2 separate regions of the Hordeum vulgare genome follow, and region 2 is linked to region 1. A link is a contact called in public Hi-C data. All regions are on one chromosome and are shown on one strand. Each heading gives the region's core, a stretch centred on a gene start, on an enhancer-like site or on the middle of the called end of the contact. The rest is flanking DNA. Distances are from core to core; before and after follow the strand shown. Region 1 holds the start of LOC123403091 (actin-histidine N-methyltransferase). Region 2 holds the start of LOC123403216 (nudix hydrolase 18, mitochondrial-like).

The links. Hi-C and Micro-C count contacts between places; a contact is called where the count stands out from the background.
Region 2: a contact with region 1 is called in a Hi-C map of seedling, with 3 times the contacts expected there. The contact joins the promoter of LOC123403216 here to the promoter of LOC123403091 in region 1. A contact is called at or near these places in 2 of 6 Hi-C or Micro-C datasets (leaf and seedling) and 1 of 1 datasets of contacts at active chromatin or transcription factors (embryo).

What each region holds. Positions count from the first base shown.
Region 1 is chr6H:493,413,219-493,416,226 of MorexV3_pseudomolecules_assembly, forward strand. It overlaps LOC123403091 (actin-histidine N-methyltransferase), which reads left to right and starts at 1,438. Exons shown (of 5, transcript XM_045097060.1): 1 at 1,438-1,907; 2 at 2,722-2,888; 3 at 2,966-3,008. The coding sequence starts at 1,523.
Region 2 is chr6H:493,663,848-493,666,855 of MorexV3_pseudomolecules_assembly, forward strand. LOC123403216 (nudix hydrolase 18, mitochondrial-like) reads left to right here and starts at 1,591. Exons shown (of 2, transcript XM_045097166.1): 1 at 1,591-2,166; 2 at 2,270-2,835. The coding sequence starts at 1,606. The coding sequence ends at 2,371.

The DNA of each region.
Region 1 (3,008 bases), core at 188-2,687:
CTTTTGCTCTCGACGTCCTGTGGCGACCATTCCTTTGCCTATTTCGCTTCTTTCTTTTATGGTATGTGATTATCACTTTAATCGTGTGATTCCACTATTATTTTTTGAGATTTCTTTCATAAACTAATATTTGGCCCAAAAAGCAATATCTGAAAAAAAGACAAAAAAGTGCGCGGACGCGGTAAATCCCACGAAGCCTAGGGAGTAGGCACAAAAATACTACAAAATGATCACATAATTTGGACTCATCAGCCGTTGTCGAATCCTAGGTAGAGGAGGGCCAACGGCATGGCTGCAGCAACGAGTGCCTTGTTCTCCATGATAACAGCCTCCTGTTTGGCGACCGAGGCGAGGGTGGCGGTGGCCACTACTTCCATCTTGCCGGCCTACACCTTCCTCTAACCAACCCTGTTTGACGACAAACCGACCCGCTGCACGGGTGTTAGCTCTTTCTTCTTGGACCGCGGCGTCTTTTGCGGACGCGGGGTTTGTCGATGGTGGAGCTGAGGCCGACGGCAGCGTCAGGGTTCGGTGCGTCGGGTTTGGCGCGTCGGCTATGGTGAGCGGGAGGGAGAGCGAGCGGACGGCTGGGGGATTAGAAAAAGTAAGGGAAATGGGGGTGGATATGCCACCGACTCGTAGATCAGGAGAGGACAAGGACAAGCGTTATGCGCGTCCGTGTCGATGCAAATTCTAACTTAAATTTGAATCTAAAAGGGAATCGTTTCCCACCCGCACGCCGGCCGAACCGACGTGCCGGTCGTCACCTCGCGCGCGCGGGCCCATGCAACATTTCTCCACCTGCGCGCTTCTCTGGTTAGTGGATGCAACATTTTTCATCTAAATTTATTGCAACCAGCATCATTTTTACTGTAAGCATTTTTTTACTATATTTTTGTCCCAGTAAAAAAGCTGCATATACGTTTGGTTGCAACTTCAGTTTGTCGGATTTTTCGTTACAATCGATGTTTTTTACTTTTGCTACAACTGTGTTAATTTTTGCTACAACCGGCATCATGTTTTGCTGCAACCGTTTATTAAAAAAGTTACATACACGTCACGTAAATATTTGTTACAACCCATGTTTGACTTTTGCTACCACGTACCATCAGCTTCTTTTTTTGCTACGATCAAGTAGATATTTTTTTTTGCTACAAATTTTGCTTTTGTTGTAACCGTTGAAAAAATTGCTGCACCGCATCGAAATTTTGCTGCATAGGGAAAAAAATGTTGAATACGGATCCAACGGTGCAGACGCGTAGGGTTGGTGAATCGTGCGGTCCGCGCGCGGCCGGCCGAAAGTTTGAACCGGGGCGCCGGCGCAGATCGCTCCCCAATCTAAAATGAATTACGCGCACGTAAAATACAAATGCTTGTCCATTTTCATGGACGGGTTGGGCCTCTTTGATCCGGACATGCGCTGGACAGTTTAGGTCGACGCCCTTACCTTTTCAGCCGTCTCCTCATCTGAAAAAACTGTCTCCTCCAGCCTCGTGCGCGCACGCCTCCACCTCCGCCGCCCATGGCCGCCGCCGCCGCGGGCGTGACGCCAGCGACGGCGCGGAAGGTCCTCGCGTCCACGACCTCCGCCCTCCTCTCCTCTTCACCCGCACTCCGCCGTCGCAGCTTGTCCTGCTCCGCCGCATCAGCAGCGACCGCCCCACGCATCGCGCAGCAGCCGCCGGACCTGCTCCGGTGGGTGCAGCGCGAGGGAGGTTTCGTGCACCCGGCTCTCCGAGTGTCTGATCACCCCGAGTATGGCCTCGGGGTGTCCGCCACGGCGGCCGACGGCGTCATCCCTCCCGGAGCCGTCCTCATTGATCTCCCTGGGCGCATCCCGCTACGACTCCGCCGCCCAGCCGATGCTGCGGACGCAGTACTGATGCAGCTCGCCGACCAAGTACCCGGTATTGGCCTATCTGGTTATGTTCCGCTAGTCCGTTATGTTCTAGGAATAATGTGGTAGCTTAATCGTGGTTGTAATTGGGAATGCATCGAACTAAAGATGCATTTTGGCAATACATTCAGAGCATAACTGGTAACAATGCGGGTTTTTTATTTTTGGCATCAGGGCGGCTCATCGGAAATCTTCTCTCGTAGCAGTAGGATTATTAACTTCTGAAAATAGGCATAGCATCGATGATGAATGCAATTTCATGGGCTAAATTATGCTCTCAACTGTTGCTGTTTTCTGTTGGAAGCTTCCAGTTGTGAAACCACAGTATGAAAACTAAGGATTCGTGAAACCTATTAGTCTCCAGCTTACGACTGTAGTTGATATAAGCTGAGACTGAGAAGAGTTCAGTGCTTAGTACACTAATTAGTATGATGTTCTAACTTAATTGACCTCAGGTTCAGTCTATTGGTCTTCTAGCTAAAAATGTAAAAGGCAGAATTCTAAATACCATATCGCTTACATGCATCTGTCTTTATTTTCTAAGTTCTTCCCACTATCTTTCCATGTTGAATTGTTTAAGCTTGGACTCATCTCTCATGTTGTTAACATGTTCTATAACCCATCCTTCTATGTAACTGATATTGCCTCGTGGTCGAATAGCTGCATGATGGAAAATTTATGTACGCATCTTCCTATCTCTGTTTAGTATATGAGGGAGATTTTTATTCTGTATTTTCTTTTCAGAACATAATTCCATTCTGCAAAACTAGGCAAACTATCTTTTTCTAAGTAGTAAATCGAATCTTGTGGGAAGCATGTGACAGAGGAACTGTGGGCAATGAGACTGGGCTTGAGGTTGCTTCAAGAGAGGACAAAATTCGATTCGTTTTGGTGGCCATATATCGCGAACCTGCCAGAGACCTTTACCGTACCAATCTTCTTTCCAGGGGAAGACATAAAGAACTTGCAATATGCTCCTCTCCTCCACCAGGTTGTGCAAAACTATAGCGACCGTTAGTGGATACTTATCGTATTATCCTGTATGTTTTCTCACTGATGCTATTTCAGATAAATAAAAGATGTCGTTTCCTTCTCGAGTTTGAGAAAGAGG
Region 2 (3,008 bases), core at 341-2,840, 250 kb after region 1:
ATTCTTGCAATGGGAGAAGTGCTTGGTTTTGAGTTCTTACTGGAAGATCCTTCGTGTGCCTCACAACCTTGATGTCATGCATATCACGAAGAACGTGTGCGAGAGTATGCTTGGTACCCTGCTCAACATGTCAGAGAAGACCAAAGCTGGCCGAAAGCAAGGGCATACTTGCAATCAATGGGCATCAGGGAGGAGCTTCACGCAAAACGTCCTAATGATGATGATGATGATGATGATGAGGCAAAGGACACGGAAAGTCGTTGCAAAGGCAAAAAGGCCAAGAAGATCGAATATGACCGCCCTCCCGCATGCTTCACTCTAAGTCCGAAGGAGATCGAGCAGTTTTTCACCTGCCTCGTAGGAGTAAAACTTCCTTACGGTTACGCGGGGAAGATAAGCAGATACCTAGACTTAACGAAGCAGAAGTTCAGCGGGATGAAATCTCACGACTGTCACGTGTTGATGACGCAGATACTTCCAGTTGCAATCGGCGGGATCATGGACGCGCACTTGTGTGAAACGCTATTTGGCCTATGCAACTTTTTCAACATCATCTCTCTAAAGTTGGTTGGCGTGAGGCAATTCAGAATGAATTGATATAATAAAAATATATTTATTGTGTGTGTAAAAATAGTAATTTGGTACAAAGTTGTGCTAAAACAACGTCTATTAATGTGGATAGGAGGGAGTGGTTTATTCTAGTATAAAATCTTGTCAAACTTTGGCATCATTAATTCGATTAAAGACGAGACTCATTTCCCTACCAAGCAAAATGGTCATGTGTGTTTTCTCTGACAAGTGTTATCCCTTATTGTATGGTAACCATGGCTCCACATTGGTCACCCCATGTACGTAAAATCCACGTTGTATGAACGCACAACTCTTGCCAGCCTCCAAAGTTGAAAATAGTGCACATAAATTTTCTTATGTTTGCAAGTTGAAAATCGTGCACACATTTTCCCCCATGTTGCAGGTAAACATCTTGTCTTTCCTTTCGCAAATAATGTTATACAAATCCTAGATGATGCAACGGCCAGTAAAATTTTCAGTTTTTAACACAATACAGACGGAAACGTTCATATACACGTGTATATATTTTTCTTCAAACCGGGCTAAACGTGCATATTATGATCGTGCATACGTATGCCCTAACCCAATCGTCGAAAAATCTAAAAATAAATAATAAAAGCATTGAGACTTGAACCCTGATGGGTTAGGAATACCACTGTTTAATAGGACCACAGATTCGTTGGCACACAAAATTTCCATTGCAAGGTTGTGATCGGGCACTGCAATATGACTAGAAAGCAGGTATATAAAAGGAAAAGACCGTCACAAGTTTCCTAACATCGCCTTCGCACAAGGAGTAAACAACCGTTGGGGAAAGGAAAAGCCTTCCCTGTGCGTGAAACGCTGCGGCATGGCCTACCCTGGAACGGCAACCCTGGGCGGGGCACATGCGAGGGCCCGTACGCCGCGTCCACGGCCACAACCCCCAGCTAATCTTGTGCTGGTCCATGCTCCACCCCCACCCATGTTACCTACTCGTCGGCCCGCACCAGCCAGCCATACGGCAGCGGCAGCAGCAGCAATAACTCCATCTCCATGGACACCACACCACACCACACCACGCGCTCGCCTATTAATACCCCGGATGCTCACCTCCATGGCCGCAAACCAACAGCTGCCGCTTCTTGCAACCATCCATCCATCTCTCATCATCTTCTTCTTCTTGTTGTTGCAACGAAACGAGCGTCTAGCCAGCTAAAGATTCCAAGGATGGCCGTTCTTGTGGCGAGGCAGGGGCGCGAGCTGCAGCGGTACAGCGCGAGCACCGGCGGGCGCATCGTGGTGGGGTGCATCCCGTACCGGGTGCGCGAGGGGGAAGGCGAGGGCGAGCTGGAGGTGCTGGTGATCAGCTCGCAGAAGGGGCACGGCATGATGTTCCCCAAGGGCGGGTGGGAGCTGGACGAGTCCATGGACGACGCGGCCCGGCGCGAGGCCCTCGAGGAGGCCGGCGTCAGCGGGGACATGGGCAAGGTGCTCGGCTGCTGGCACTACCAGAGCCGCCGCTACCAGACCACCTACGAGGGCATCATGTACCCCCTCCGCGTCACCCACGAGCTCCAGCAGTGGCCCGAGATGGCCTCCCGCAACCGCACCTGGGTCAGCACACTTCCTCGCCTCCTTCAATCTAGCTGCTGCAAACTCAAATTAGGAGCCAAGAACATGCCTTCTAAACGTGTGATTTCCAATTGATTTTGAGCAGGCAACGGTGCAGCAGGTCATGGAAGGATGCCAGCACTGCTGGATGCGGGAGGCGCTCGAGGAGCTCGTCTCCCGGCACGCCAAGCCGCAGTCCGCCCTGTGAACGACCGAGCAAGCTGCAGGCGGGTGGGGGCTCGAGCGCGCGCGGCTCTCGCAAGAAAAAGGCCGGGAGCGAGCACCATCGTCCTCGTCGTCTCTCTCTCTCTCCTTTCCTCGGTGCAGCGGCAGGCCTGCCGGCGTGTCCGGTCTCGTACGACGACCGGATCGGAGCATATACTTGGCCGCCCTCACCGGAGCACGAGCGCGTGGACGCTTTCTTGCGGCGCAGAGTCGTCGTCGTCGCGGCAAATAATGGGGACGAACTTAGATAATGTGTGAGGTACTAGTAGAGATCGAACTCGAACGGGGCACGAAAACTTGACAAAAACACTGCCGAACGAACAGGCTCACGATTCTTTCTTTGCTTAGGGTCTGGGAGTGAAAGATGAATCAAACTGTAAATTATTTCTAGTGAAACCGCTTCTTGGTGGCACGATCGATCAATCAATCAAATGAGTACTGCTACTACTACTATTCTACCCTCGAAAGCACAGTAATAAAAAGATAAGAAGAAGAAAATCCACTGCCTCACACATCTGTTTCATCAGAAATAAAAGTTGCGCACGCCATTGGGCTTGCTCTAGGACAGCAACATCGATCTCGAGCACACGCTATTTCTTCCTCTCCGGCTCTCCGCGTGT